Linked DNA regions of Mus musculus: all the other regions are linked to region 1. The links are chromatin contacts, called in public Hi-C maps. All regions are on one chromosome and are shown on one strand. The core of a region is the stretch at or near the end of the contact, and the rest is flanking DNA. Distances in the headings are between cores, read along the strand shown.

What was found. Hi-C and Micro-C count contacts between places; a contact is called where the count stands out from the background.
Region 2: a Hi-C map of the G1E-ER4 cell line shows a contact between it and region 1, with 2.5 times the contacts expected there. The contact joins the enhancer-like site here to the promoter of Nova1 in region 1. A contact is called at or near these places in 1 of 15 datasets of contacts at CTCF or cohesin (the G1E-ER4 cell line), 8 of 484 Hi-C or Micro-C datasets (the G1E-ER4 cell line, the N1E-115 cell line, cerebellar granule neurons and 2 more), 6 of 115 datasets of contacts at active chromatin or transcription factors (the SCID.adh cell line, a beta-TC-6 cell line, differentiating embryonic stem cells and 3 more) and 3 of 9 other capture datasets (adipose tissue, liver and pancreatic islet).
Region 3: a Hi-C map of uterus shows a contact between it and region 1, with 2.8 times the contacts expected there. The contact joins the enhancer-like site here to the promoter of Nova1 in region 1. A contact is called at or near these places in 5 of 484 Hi-C or Micro-C datasets (the G1E-ER4 cell line, the N1E-115 cell line, adipose-derived mesenchymal stem cells and 1 more), 2 of 115 datasets of contacts at active chromatin or transcription factors (the SCID.adh cell line and embryonic stem cells) and 2 of 9 other capture datasets (adipose tissue and pancreatic islet).

Annotation. Positions count from the first base shown.
Region 1 is chr12:46,816,530-46,821,405 of GRCm38.p6, forward strand. It overlaps Nova1 (NOVA alternative splicing regulator 1), which reads right to left and starts at 2,238. Exons shown (of 5, transcript NM_021361.2): 1 at 2,087-2,238; 2 at 357-500. The coding sequence starts at 2,222.
Region 2 is chr12:46,707,320-46,712,195 of GRCm38.p6, forward strand. All of the region lies in intron 4 of Nova1 (NOVA alternative splicing regulator 1), which reads right to left. Among named protein-coding and RNA genes, the nearest start is that of Nova1, 110 kb to the right of the region's middle. Within about 2 kb of position 2,917, at least 4 of the 459 cell types and tissues checked have an H3K27ac peak or open chromatin away from gene starts, as enhancers often do. A contact at or near this core is called in the G1E-ER4 cell line, where this site is marked.
Region 3 is chr12:46,744,179-46,749,054 of GRCm38.p6, forward strand. All of the region lies in intron 2 of Nova1 (NOVA alternative splicing regulator 1), which reads right to left. Among named protein-coding and RNA genes, the nearest start is that of Nova1, 72 kb to the right of the region's middle. Within about 2 kb of position 2,788, at least 14 of the 459 cell types and tissues checked have an H3K27ac peak or open chromatin away from gene starts, as enhancers often do. A contact at or near this core is called in adipose tissue and uterus, where this site is marked.

The DNA of each region.
Region 1 (4,876 bases), core at 988-3,487:
AATTGTCATGACAATGATGTCTGCAAACTTCAGAGGAACCACATTTCCTTATGCCAACTGTCCAGGGTTCTAGCTCTAATTTTTAAGTTTTTGTGCTAGCAATTAGCATTCCAAAGCATGCAGAGAATTATCTCACCATTAGTCTAAATCACATACACAGTATATCAATTAATGGGAGGGAAAAACATGAACAACAATGGAAATACGCTTAAAGAAATTCCACAATGTATGCTAATGTAACACTCAGATCTTCATCATTTAAAAAAATTTTTTTTAAGACAACACACAGCACATGTAGATATTTGGTGTTTTTCCTTGGGAAATTAGTCAAACAATTTCTTTACCATTTCACCTACCTGGATAAAAATCTTTGGATTTAGACAGCTTGATAGTGGCTCCAGTTTCTTTTTGCAACTGAACAATTGTCTGTCCTCCCTTCCCAATTATAGATCCAGCAGCATAACTAGGTATGAGAACCTTTAGAAAGTACTGGCCGTCTTCTGAAAAATGTAAAGAAATACATTTGATTAACATGATCATTTTAAACTTTGAATCCCCAACCCACCCTCCAGAGAGAAAACATCAACTAAACCAATGGACGTAGAATTGCAGAAAACAGCACTTTAAAATGCTTAAGGAATGAAAACCACCAATTACACTGAAAAACAAGCATTTACAAAATCTTCCCCAGTTTTCGGGATTCACACGTTCTAACAATTTGCAGTACGATAGAGACTGGGGAGTAAATTCCAGTTGTTACTCCAAACATGAAAGTCTTCCAATTCTGTGGTTACCATGGCAAAATGAAAGAAACTGACCCTTTAACAAAACTTCAGAGATTTAGAACATGACAAACCTTCACTTAACATACTGAAGATGAAAAAAAATCCAACACTGTAAGTAGTGATCCGCTAAATTTGTCTGTCATAGCAAACATAAAAGACTGCAATTAATCACTGGCTATATCCGACTTTAAGTATACAAAACAACCATCTTCCTGCAAAATAGTCCACCCAAACTGTAGGGAGTATTCCAAGCCGTGAGAAACTGCCAAGGGGAAAAAAAGCGTCAATGTGGTGGACTGAGAATCTAAGTAATCCCGATGTATTTCCGCGGCACTTCTAAGTCTACTATGATCTCGGCTAAGCTCATTAATTAAAAGACCTTAAGAAGAATCTTGCCAATACTAAAAAGCTTACGAGTTATTTATTCTAAATACACTCCAAAGTCACCAAATAGATAACGCTCCATCTCCAAAAGAACCATAAAACGGAGACGGGGGCGGGGGGAGGTTCGATGAGCCGTGAAAAAAAAAAAAGAAAAATGAAATGTTTCAGAAAATAAAGCCAACTCCATAAACTTTAGTTTCCGTCAACCTGATCACGTCTTAAATAGGAAACTTCGCGGTAAATCCAGCTCTTTACTGGGAACGAGTATTCCGAATTTTTTGCGATGTGCCACTCACAAGACCCCCATCCATTTCTAATGTATATGCTGGAGATAAATTCACCTCTGCTTCGATGCATTGGATGCATTGTTAAGATGACTCCAGTGCAAATGAAGAAGCGATAGCGGTCCCGTTATAACTCATCTTCCGAGGAAGCGCAGGATGTTAACTAACAAGTCACCGTACCAGACACCCCCCTCGTATGCATACCCTTGAAGACAAATCAATGCGATATTTGTACCGACCATGTAAGTGCGCTCAGGGCATGCACTCATCAAGATTTTGCATACTACTTGTGGCCCAGAGCAAGGGGATGAACAGAGGCAAAAGTCTCCGGTGCCCCCAGCATCTGCAAGCCGCTACCCAAGTGCCATTTATTTATTTATTTGATCAGACTGTTAAATGCAGCGCGCATCTTCAGGCGGCCATCACCTCTCGCGGGGGGCGGCCCTGGGAGCGGACCCTGTCGCCGGGGCCAGCACCGGCTGGGGCGAGCGGGTCGGCTCAGAACCCCGGGTCGCCATCTTGATGAGACGGGGCCGGGGCAGGTGCAGGGGAGGGGGCGCGGGACGGCCGGCGGCAGCGGCCACGGCGCGGGAGGGCGGCGGGGACGGGGCGGGAGGCGGAAGCGATACCCACCGCCCGTGTTGGTCCTCTTGGTGCTGCCGGCTTCAGGGGGCGCTTCAAGCGGCCTTTTCCGCGAGTCCGGCGGGTCCAGATCTATGGGAACCCCCGTATGGGTCCCGTTCTGCTGAATGGGAGCTGCCGCCATCATGCTTGCAGTTCCTGCCGCTGCACCGGGAGAAGCGGCTCCCTTTTGTTTTGGCTTTTTTTTTTTTTTTTCTCGTTTGGGGTTGCTAAGGTTTTTTTTTTTTTTTTCTTTTTTTTTTTTTTTTTTTCTTTAATCGGATCAATAGCAGTCTGAGGCGGCGAGCAGTGTGGCTGATGTGCTCACTGGGGAGGGGGCAGGGCGCGGAGCAGCTGCAGTGCAGTGTCGGCTAGGAGCGGGAATGGAGGGGGTGTGGGAGCCGGAGGGTGAAGAAGGAGAAGAAAGCGGCGGGCAGAGCGGGAGTGAATGAGCGGAGGAGGCGCGGGCGGCCGGGAGGAGGGCGAGTGAATGAGCGGGAGGAGGAGCGGCCGCGGGCGGCCGGAGCGGCGGACCCGGCTAACGCGGCGCTCGCTCCCGCTGCTGCCGCCGCCGCCGCTGCCTGGGCGCGTGTGCCGCCTGCGCTGCTCCGCGCCGCTGCCGCCCGCCCGCGCTCATCGTGTCTCCCGCGCGTGGGGGGCGGCGGGCGGGGGCCGCGAGGGGCCGCGACTCCCACACGCGCCGCGCGGGGCCGGCCTCCGCGCCGGAGTCTCCGCCTGCGGGGCGGCGGGCGCGCGCGGGCTTGGCGGGGGCGCGCGGGCTTGGCGGGGGCGCGGAGCGGGCCGGGGCGCTCCCGCGGGGAGGCGGGGTGAAAGGTCGCGGGGCCCAGGCAACGCCGCTCAGGCAAACGTCAGCGGCTTGCCGCGGAAACCCAGGGGTCCACAAAACGCGCTAGGCGGGGAGGCGGAGCCGTGCGGGGAGTGACGGCAGCAGCAGCCAATGACAGCCGAGCGAGGGAGCCGGGCGGGATCCTGGTCCAGCTGGGACTTGGTGGTGACAGTTTGGGCTAGTCCGGGAAGGGCGTCTGAGTGACCGCGGGGAGGGGTGGACGGCTCAGGCAGGAGACCAGAAACCCAGCTGGGACCCGGAGAGTTCGGCAAAAGGCATTCATTAGCATCTCTGGGAGGCGGTTTTCTAAAGGAGATGTCATCAGAGGATTTCTTTCTCGCACCGTGTGACACTGTCGGGGACTTACTGTGTCTTGGCGCCTTATGTGCTTTCGGGAGCAAGCCAGGATATAAATAAATAAAGCGATATGTGGTCTCCACAGGGACCCGGGAGGCAAACTGAAGAGGCAACAGCTGAGGGTGTACGCAGCTTCACACACTGCACGAAACACAGATGAAGGCATCTGGGCACCCACGACTTACATAGCTTCGGGCGGTTTCAGGATCCTGATCCTCAGCCCTTCCACACTGGAGGGGGCGGGAGGGGGATGCGGGAAGTGTGGCTAAGCTAGCATTATAAAAGACCCTAGAGGTTATCTAGTCCAGTCCTTCTGTAGATAAGGAAAGTGACTCAGGGTATTTTGTTCAAGGTCATGCATCAAGTTAGTATTTTAAGTCCTGATGCTAGGAATCCGGGTTAGTGGAAAAGCCAAAGTCTGAAAAACTGATTTCAAACCCAATCAAGCTGTTCTGACAGTGTGTCATGGAAAAAGCCCTTATGTCAGTCATTAAATGTTTACCACTTTACATACTATCCATTGCATTCGGTACAGTCTATAGTAGTACTGTCCCATCTTGCGACGCTGTATCATTTTGAAGAGACTATTTATCCAAACTCACCTAAAAATAATAACCAGTAAACTACTAATTCAATCCCCGAATCTTTCAGACTGGGCACTATGTCATTCTGAACGCCGACTGCAGAAATTTAGAGACAGGTTCTTTTCTGCTTAAAACAAGGATTGCAACTTGTTGGACTCTCTAGACTCACGCGATCCATAGACGTCATATTTACGGTAAATGTTCTTAGACATACAAAGGCGGGCACGTATTCACCAGGTTTCTAGAATGAAAACGTTCTTTATACTCCCTACCGGAGAACATCACTTAAAAGATGGCTAAGCTAACAATAAAGGGACTCCAGTGTGATTATGTGGGCTTCTAACAAAGAATGTGCTGCATCTGGTTCAAAGAGAGGGAGAAAAATCGATCAGATAGATTGAAAGAAGGAATGGAAAAGAATCTAAACCTTTTCCTGACTCCCTGTCTAGGAAGCATGGGGATTTTGGTTGCTTTCTGCAGCGGTGAACGGCGGATGACTATTAAGGAGGAAGACAACAATGATTAGGGTTAGGCTCAGGGTTCTTCCCAAGTGTGAAAGACTCATTTGTCTCAACTGAAAAATAGCTAAATAAAGGTGGGCTGAAGGCTGAAAGAGAAAGCAGGTAAGTTAACATACGTTAATAATAGTTTATACCCAAACTCCCAAATTCTGATTTGATATGTAACGTAGAAAGAAACCATAATATGCTTCCATGACCAAATTAGAGGATTTATACACAAACCTGGATAAAATTATGGAGCTAAAGTAAAGAAAAACAGTGTTTTGAGTAAATATGTGATAGTCAAGATAACAAAAGTCAGGTCCTAGGTAGTGTGTAATCAAAGTGTCCCATGTTGTGTATAGAATATGTGAGGACATTTTTAAGTGGAAGTTCGGGAGATCTGTTATTTGGCATTAGATTGCCTGGAAGCACTGAAAAGGACAAATGATAAGCAAAGAGAGCTCTAGATATCTTAAATCATTCCAGGACATTTGGTAGAGTGGAGCATTGA
Region 2 (4,876 bases), core at 1,667-4,166, 110 kb before region 1:
GAACAAAATGCAGCAAGAACGATGCAATCAGAGAGGGAGGCCAGGCAGGCGCACTAAACAAGGAAGGCAAGTGGCCTTCTGGAGTAGATGGATTTGCAATAAATAGTCTTGACAGACTCCAATGGCGTTAAGCAAACAGGTCTCTGAAATTAGAATTTCACATGTGGAAAGACAAGAGCTGAGGAAGAATCTGTCAGTATCTGAAAGGACCATGTGATGTGAATGCCCTGAGTGACCATGTGATGTGAATGCCCTGAGTGACCATGTGACGTGAATGCCCTGAGTGACCATGTGACGTGAATGCCCAGAGTAACCATGTGATGTGAATGCCCAGAGTAACCATGTGATGTGAATGCCCTGAGTAACCATGTGATGTGAATGCCCTGAGTGACCATGTGATGTGAATGCCCTGAGTGACCATGTGATGTGAATGCCCTGAGTGACCATGTGATGTGAATGCCCAGAGTAACCATGTGATGTGAATGCCCAGAGTAACCATGTGATGTGAATGCCCTGAGTAACCATGTGATGTGAATGCCCTGAGTAACCATGTGATGTGAATGCCCTGAGTGACCATGTGATGTGAATGCCCTGAGTAACCATGTGATGTGAATGTCCTGAGTGACCATGTGATGTGAATGCCCTGAGTGACCATGTGATGTGAATGCCCTGAGTGACCATGTGATGTGAATGCCCTGAGTGACCATGTGATGTGAATGCCCTGAGTGACCATGTGATGTGAATGTCCTGAGTGACCATGTGATGTGAATGTCCTGAGTGACCATGTGATGTGAATGTCCTGAGTGACCATGTGATGTGAATGCCCTGAGTGACCATGTGATGTGAATGTCCTGAGTGACCATGTGATGTGAATGTCCTGAGTGACCATGTGATGTGAATGCCCTGAGTGACCATGTGATGTGAATGCCCTGAGTGACCATGTGATGTGAATGCCCTGAGTAACCATGTGATGTGAATGCCCAGAGTAACCATGTGATGTGAATGCCCTGAGTGACCATGTGATGTGAATGCCCTGAGTGACCATGTGATGTGAATGCCCTGAGTGACCATGTGATGTGAATGCCCAGAGTAACCATGTGATGTGAATGCCCAGAGCAACCATGTGATGTGAATGCCCTGAGTAACCATGTGATGTGAATGCCCTGAGTAACCATGTGATGTGAATGCCCTGAGTAACCATGTGATGTGAATGCCCTGAGTGAGTGAGGGGTAGTGTTGGGAACAGATAAAAAAAGAAGCAGTGAGTTCAGAGATAGAGCCTCACAAGTGCTGGTGCAATGCTGGGTATATTGGTTTACCAGGTAAACTGGTTTAGAATAGTTAAGATGTAAGCAAGAGAATACAAACTTGCAACAGTTGAAAAGGCAGTTTAGGTTGGTCATGCAGTCTGGAGTTGTACGGTGAGAGGCTAGGTCAAGGAACTTGGGACCTGAAGCTTAACATTTATAAAACATTTTTGAAAACAATAAATTTAAATCATGAATATTAAAATATGAGACTGGAGAGATGGTTCAGCAGTTAAGAGCACTGACTGCTCTTGCAGAGGTCCTGAATTCAATTCCCAGCAACCACATCGTAGCTCACAACCATCTATAATGAGATCCGATGCCCTCTTCTGGTGTGACTGAAGAGAGTGACAGCGTACTCACATAGAAAAAGTAAATAAATTAATTAAAGAAAAGAATGTTTAAAACATGGTAAGAAGCTTGTGTGAGCCCACACAGAGATTCTGTGAGTTCATGGTTGCTTGAATATGGTTTGAGAAACAGCTTTTGTCTTTTCTACAGTTCATGTGCTAAAATTTGACCCCAATGCAACTGTGTTGGGAGGCCAGAGCATTCAGTAGTACATGTATTTTATGGGTTTCACCCTCACTAAAGGGTTACTTCTGCTATATGACATGTTTGTGGGAATGCTTTCTGTCTCTTCTGCCATATGAAGTCAGTCTGTTGGTTCCTTTCTCTATATTCTACCCTCTGCCACGTGAGTATGCTGTAAGAGAGCTCTCGTTAGATGCTGGGTCTTAGACTGTCCATCCTTTGGATCTGTGAGAAGTATTCTTCATATGGTAGCATGTAAGGCATGGAAGCATCACAAAATGCCTGAAGCACATATGCTGAACATAGCAGACATAAAGGGCAATGCACACGATGCTCAGGAGTCCCGTATCTGAAGAATAGGAAATCCATCAGTGTGAGGTGACAAGAGCGAGAATAAGAGCGTGAAAGCAGGATCAACAGAGTACAGTCAAAGCTGAACCGTGGATTTCAGGGACAGGAAGCAGATGTAACAAAACGGATACATAGTGCCAACAGGCCAATGACATGTGGACTGAGAAGAAACCCCTGGCACCAGAAGTGTGGCTATCACTGCATATCGGGTGAGTGGTGGAGGTAAGAGCCCCACTGGAGTAGATTCTGGGACAGAAAGAACATGGAAAACAGAGTAGAGATAATACTTTTGTGGATTTTCCTACAAAGGAAGAGAAGAGGGATTAGTTTGTGGAGGAAAGGAGAAATGATGAAAGAAGGCTGTTCAGTGCTTTGAGATTAGAGACAGGAGTGGGAGGGGGAAGAGAGGGCAAGGAGCAGAGTGAATATGATCACAGTACATCACATGCATCTATGGGAGGCTCACAACCTAAAAAGAAAAAAGACGGGAGAAAAACAACTGCATGCAGATTGAAAAACTCGACAAAGAATTATTAGAGAAATGGATATGCTTATTGTACAACTGAAATAACTGATTTATAGGAACTGAGAGAGCAAGGCCTGTGGAAATAAATGAAAAGGCAAAAGTCATGTGTGTGAAGTGTTGGTCTAATAAGTACTGTCAACATCAGTTTTAGGAAGTTCTCTTTTGATGGCTTCAATGATTTCAGTGGAGTATAAATAACGTTATAGGTTAAGAAAGGGGAAGTAGCAAGATCAATAGCAGAAAAGGGGAAGAAAAGACAGTTCTGAGCCTGCACCTTTTATCTCTGCCCCCTCCTGATAACCATACACCAGTGACTGATTTATAAAAGTCTGATGAGATGAGCGAGTGTATAAGCATCTTCTTGGAACTGATAAATGCTACTCATCCTGTTGACACTTCTGAAAGTTTAACCAATTCTCTTTGCCTTACAGTTTTTTTTTTCACTTGAAACCCTCATAAATAAATAAATAAATAAATAAATAAATAAATAAATAGTGCAAACATTCACCTTAAAATATTAAACAGATAAAAGAAAAATAAGATGTAGCAGTGTCAGCTTTACCAAATGTTTACTAATAGAGACCAGGGCATTTCACTACTAAGAGCAATGGCATGCTCTCTCTAGACTGGAATTATACAACCAAGCTGAGAGCAGTGAACCTCACCACAGAAATATCTTGGACTTCAGAAGCAGACAATACTAGTATTGGTATGCTGTTTACTCGAACATTTAAATAAGCTATTCACCAAGTCATTTCCTTCTAAAGGCTAATATTTTTCACACTTCCTTTAAATGAAGACACTCAGACACCGCAGCACTGTGAGAAGAGCTGGGGACTTTCATGTGTCAGATGAAAGGCTCTAAGAGAGCCTAACAACTGAGTCTCACATGGGCTTACTCAGCAGGTAAAGATGAAGACAAGGTCCTCACCACATACGGTGTGCTCTAGGGTTCACTTCCTGCTATCTATTGACAAGGCTCATCACACAGTGGATCTTCCATTTCCACGAGCGCTACTGTTGCACAATACTGTGCACAGACAGTGCGATCCAAAGAAACAGGTTAACACGGCTGAAGACTAAGTAAAAGGCAAGTGCTAGAAATGATAATCTTTACAATGTGAAGTTTTGGAATGTTGGCTCTGCAGAGCAAGCATATCATCTGAATTACTGTTATGGTTTTCATCTCTAGATCTTTTGTGTATTTACAATTGGTTTCTGCATAACAGCAACACAAATGACTAATGGCAAATGAGAGGTAAAGCAAAATCATTTAGCTAATGCTGATTAGAAAACAACATAAATGTTAATTTTTGACTGTATTCTGTTTTGCTTATAGAAATTTTCTTTAGGGGAGATTTTTTTCTTCCTGCTTTTACAACAGGGTTATACAAGTTATAACACAAGGTATTAATTTTTAACCTAAAATAGAAATCCCTGATTTTTGCCATTTCTGTCAGTTATAAGAGTTGAAACATATTTGAAAATAGCTGGGTAAATATAAACTAAGTTCAAATTAGTGTATATCTATATCTATATCTATGTGTATGTATGTATATATGCATATATATCTAATATTTTACTATTGTAAACCTTAACATTATTAACTGAGCTATATTTTCCCAAATAGACTATATTTATAGACAGATCAATAATTAGGACAATTCAAAAGAAATGCTCTCTATTGAACGTTTGAGTGAACAACAAAGATGACACTCCTTTACTGCTACCATCTGATGGGAACCTACCATGAAGGAGTACAGGGGAGAGCTACAAATTACTGAGAATGAAATGTTATTGATAAGCTACAATTCTTTCAATAAATTAAGGATTTGCTCTTCTTCGTTTAATGCTTGCTTCATGTGATCCAGGAGCTATGCTTCTTTGTACACAAACAGGAAAAAAAAAAGAAGAAGAAAACAGTATGAATAACAAAACGTATCAGTACAGTAGACAATATGAAATCACAATGCCTATATTTCAAATCATTATGATAAAATACTTGGCAGAAGCAAGTGTGATAATAGATCTAGAGGGTAGCAGAGCATTAACAAGAAAGGAGATATACTTGGCCTTTTAAGGAATCACTTCATAAAAGTCCACATTAATGTAAATAAACTACAAGTCTAATTTCAGAGACAAAATCAGTAGACTGGCT
Region 3 (4,876 bases), core at 1,538-4,037, 72 kb before region 1:
ACATGCTCCACTATGTTAATAGCAGCCTTATTTATAATAGCCAGAAGCTGGAAAGAACCCAGATGCCCCTCAACAGAGGAATGGATACAGAAAATGTGATACATTTACACAATGGAATACTATTCAGCTATTAAAAAGAATGAATTTATGAAATTCCTAGCCAAATGGATGGCCCTGGAGAGCATCATCCTGAGTGAGGTAACCCAATCACAAAATAACTCACACAATATGTACTCACTGATAAGTGGATATTAGCCCAGAAACTTAGAATATCCAAAATATAAGATACAATTTGCTAAACACATGAAACTCAAGAAGAACGAAGACCAAAGTGTGGATACTTTGCCTCTTCTTAGAATTGGGAACAAAACACCCATGGAAGGAGTTACAGAGACAAAGTTTTTAGCTGAGACGAAAGGATAGACCATTTAGAGACTGCCATATCCAGGGATCCACCCCATAATCAGCTTCCAAACGCTGACACCATTGCATATACTAGCAAGATTTTGCTGAAAGGACCCAGATATAGCTGTCTCTTGTGAGACTACACTGGGGCCTAGCAAACACAGAAGTGGATGCTCACAGTCAGCTATTGGATGCATCACAGGGCCCCCAACAGAGGAGCTAGAGAAAGTAACCAAGGAGCTAAAGGGATCTGCAATTCTAGAGGTGGAACAACAATATGAACTAACCAGTACCCCGGAGCTCGTGTCTCTAGCTGCATATGTATCAGAAGATGGCCTAGTTGGCCATCAGTGGAAAGAGAGGCCCATTGGTCGTGCAAACTTTATATGCCTCAGTATAGGGGGAACACCAGGGCCAAGAAGTGGGAGTGCGGGGGGGGGGGGGGCTGTGGGGGACTTTTGGGATAGCATTGGAAATGTAAATCAAATAAATACTTTAAAAAAAAAAAGAATATGCATGTCTCCATCATGAAGATCTGGGGTTTACACATGATACTCCCTTACATTCATGGTCTTTTCTAGTTTTGCTATGATTAGTATGCGCCAGTAATACCAAAGAAGTTCAATGCCATGGGACAGTGAATACTGCCACATTATTACAGTGTTGCCAGGATTTGCAGTGGATCTAGAGGTAATGTATAGGGATGATTGCAGCACATGTAATTTATGCTGCAACTGTACAGCTGTAGGTTTGGGGCAACATCAGCTGACAGTGCAGCATTTGTGCCTCTACTAATTATTTTTTTCTTGGTATTAAAACTGAATTTCAAACCAATCTTTATATTACTTGTGGTATTTTCTTACTTTTAACATGCAACATTGACATAGACTTTTTTAAATTAAAATTTATTTGTGTGTATTTGTGTGTATTTGTGTGTGTGTGTGTGTGTGTGTGTGTGTGTGTGTGTGTGTGTATTTACTCACTGGGTAATCTCTAATATTTGCTTACTCTAAATCTTTCCTTAGAGAAGTCATTGCATCCTTTTTAGAAGCTTTTTTTGGCCCTTTGCCTCTAAATTGCCTCTAACATAGATTCTCTAATATTTTCCTTCTGTACTGTTTAACCAAGGAAAAAAATTAATGTACTTACAAAAATTTTGTTCTAGTTGTCTTCAGGGGCAAAGGGTTCTGCTTCAAATTGTTATTGAATGGCTGTACAATGTTTGTACATCCATTTGTACAAACATTGAATGGATGATTGTACAAAGTACTTTATTTGAGATTCTAAAATTGAAAATATTAAAAAGCTTTCAATTTTAAGATGAAATTACTTCCATTTGGTAGTTTTCATTTATATTGCATTATATACTTGAAATATTATATAATTAAATCTTTGGTTTTAGAGCACAAACTCAGTTTTACAAACTGCTTTTTGTCGGTACAGAGCTTTGTGCCTGTGTGTGATTCCAGTTCCAGAGGATCAAGGCAGCAGGCTCAGAAGTTGAATACTGGGCTACACAGCTGAGAAAGACTCTTTCTCACTTTAAAACCCAACAGGCTGGGAGGTAGCTCAGTAGCAGGGAGCTTGCCTAGGATGTCCTGGTCCTCAGTTCAGTGACCAGCCCCTTCCCAGCCCCACTCCCTGAGCTCTCTAGTGTTATGCATGCAAAGCTACTATCCCCAAATGGGAATAAAAGGGCCATCAAACTGCTGCCAATTTTACTTGAGTATCTAACAACAAATATATTAAATAAACATGACTCATGTTTGAGACCATTTCAATATGAAATATTTTAGCTCTGTATATTGGGTGGAGTTTGCTGATGACTAACAGATTTCTGTTTTTAATCATTTGTGAAATTCCAAAAGGATAAGAAATTTGGGTCAGTTGGTTTCCTAAGCATTAACTCCCTATTATAATTTCAAAGTTAATGTTGCTTAGTAACATGCATTAACACTTCATGTCATGTTTAAATGTTAAAAAATACAACAACATGTCTGGTGTGGCGGCGCACACCTTTAATCCCAGCACTCAGGAGGCAGAGGCAGGTGGATTTCTGAGTTCGAGGCCAACCTGGTCTATAAAGTGAGTTCCAGGACAGCCAGGGCTACACAGAAAATCCCTGTCTTGAAAAACAAACAAACAAACAAACAAACAAAATATACAACAACAACAAAAGCAAGAACAAAAAAAATCCCACCTCATTGGCCTGCTTTCTAAAATTGAAGAGTTATACAATTAGACCAAATGTGCCTTTACTTATAAAAATGCTTTTCCACAATTTAGTTCTCTTTCTCTCTCTTACTGAGATAATGCAAGTATATGCACATCCTTGGGCTTTGCAGTTCAGGAGACTCACAGTGTGTATAATGTGGAGAACCACCCAAGTACACCCATCCTTTCATAGTCTCACCATGACCCTTCCCAGTCAATCACCCACACAGAGGTGAGGCTGAGATTTTTTTTCCCACTTCATTTCCACTGCTCAGATTCCTTTTGCTCTTCCTCTGGCCTCTCCTACCAGATACAAATGAGATGATTTGACAGCTTGCCACAACATACAATACTTGTGATCAGGTTTGACTAACCTATCAATGTTTCATCTGCTGCCTTTTCAGGATATATTAGAATGTTTATTTAGATTACACCAATTTTAATTTAAAAGTGCCACATCTACCTATTTCCCTAGTTTGAATTTCTTGGTTAAAATGAACACTATTTTAAATATTACATGTTAAAAGTTTGGAATCAATTTGTTATATCTTTGGAGTTACTATGTGCTTATTCTAGAATGTGTATCATATCTGAGTTTTATTTCTTAAATTGTAATATGTCATGTTTTAAACCATCCTTTGCATACCTGATGCATTTTAGTTGAATTCTGTATACTGAAGATACCAAGTTGCTTCATGTCTGAATTATGATACCTATAAAATATGGAGGGATTTGTTTTTGCAGACCGTTCATTTCTGAAGAGTCAGCTTGACCTAGTCAGACTTAATTTTAGACTTTGTTAAGACTGTTTCTTGATAAGCTCTTCTTCAGATTTAGGAGATTTGTCTTACAAAACTCTCAGTAAGAAAAAATAATGTTACTGAAGTGGCACTACACCCTAACGTTAGAACATATGCGCACCCACTCACTCATGTACAACAGGGCCTCTTGCTGGTTTTGTAACCAGTCAGATTTTACCTGAAAGCAACATAAGTGTTGAAATTGCCTATATAAAACTTGCTTGGATTTTAGAAACAAGGAGATAATAACTCACAATAAGGTGTCACTATTTTCTTAATAAGTCTTGCTATTTTCAGGTAACCTAAAATATTTAAGTCCAAAAGTACAATATATTGCAGGTTATCACACACCAAAGAGTATTAAAGGCACATCAATGCCTGCAGCCAGGAACAACACCAAAGAGCTACCCTGGAAACCTCTGCAAACAACCTCAGTCCTACCCAGTGCTAAGGAGAACATAGCCCCTTTCCTTCATCCTAAGAGTACAACTAGTACTGAATGCTATGGCCCCTTTACTAGGATGCATGAAAAGGTGTCTATTAGTGGTCCATTGACAAAGTACATTTACACAGTTCTTTTCAAGGACTCTCTGATGCTCTGTTATATACGTACATTTTCCAATATATCTCACCAGATAATTATTCTATCTTTGGGGCAAAATGACACAAGAGCAGAGACATATACTGGACCTTCCATGTCCTTCAACATCCTTGGAGAAAAAGTGCTAATACAATCAAGAGCGCACACCCATATGAAAACAGGAAAGATGACCAAGGCTCTGCTTCTCATGGAACATACTCCAAAAAGTAGTTTGGATTTCCAGTGTGCCAGGTCTCCAAATGGTCACTTTCCACCTTAGATATGAAGTCTACAAAAATAGGGAAGCCAGATTTGCTTTAGAGAGCCCAAAGGTTCAGACGGGTGTAGGGAAATTCTACCCTGATTCTTTCACAATCTGCTAATTTGACGAATAATTACTTACACACACACACACATGCAAGATCGCATGCAAGCATGTATATTCTGGTTGGTGATTAAGTCCTTAAGTCCTTATTCTAGTCATTTTTGTAAATCTATTTTTTTTTTTTTTTTTGGTATTTCATTGTCTTAGTCAGGGTTTATATTTCTGAACAAAACATCATGACCAAGAAGCAAGTTGGGGAGGAAAGGGTTTATTCAGCTTACACTTCCATACTGCTGTTCATACCAAGGAAGTCAGGACTGGAACTCAAGCAGGTCTGAAAGCAGGAGCTGATGCAGAAGCCATGGAGGGATGTTCTTTACTGGCTTGCTTCCCCTGCCTTGCTCAGCCTGCTCTCTTATAGAACACAGCCCAGAGATGGTCCCACCCACAAGGGGACCTCCCCTCTTGATCACTAATTGAGAAAATGCCTTACAGCTGGATCTTGTGGAGGCATTTCCCCAACTGAAGCTCCTTTCTGTGTGATAACTCCAG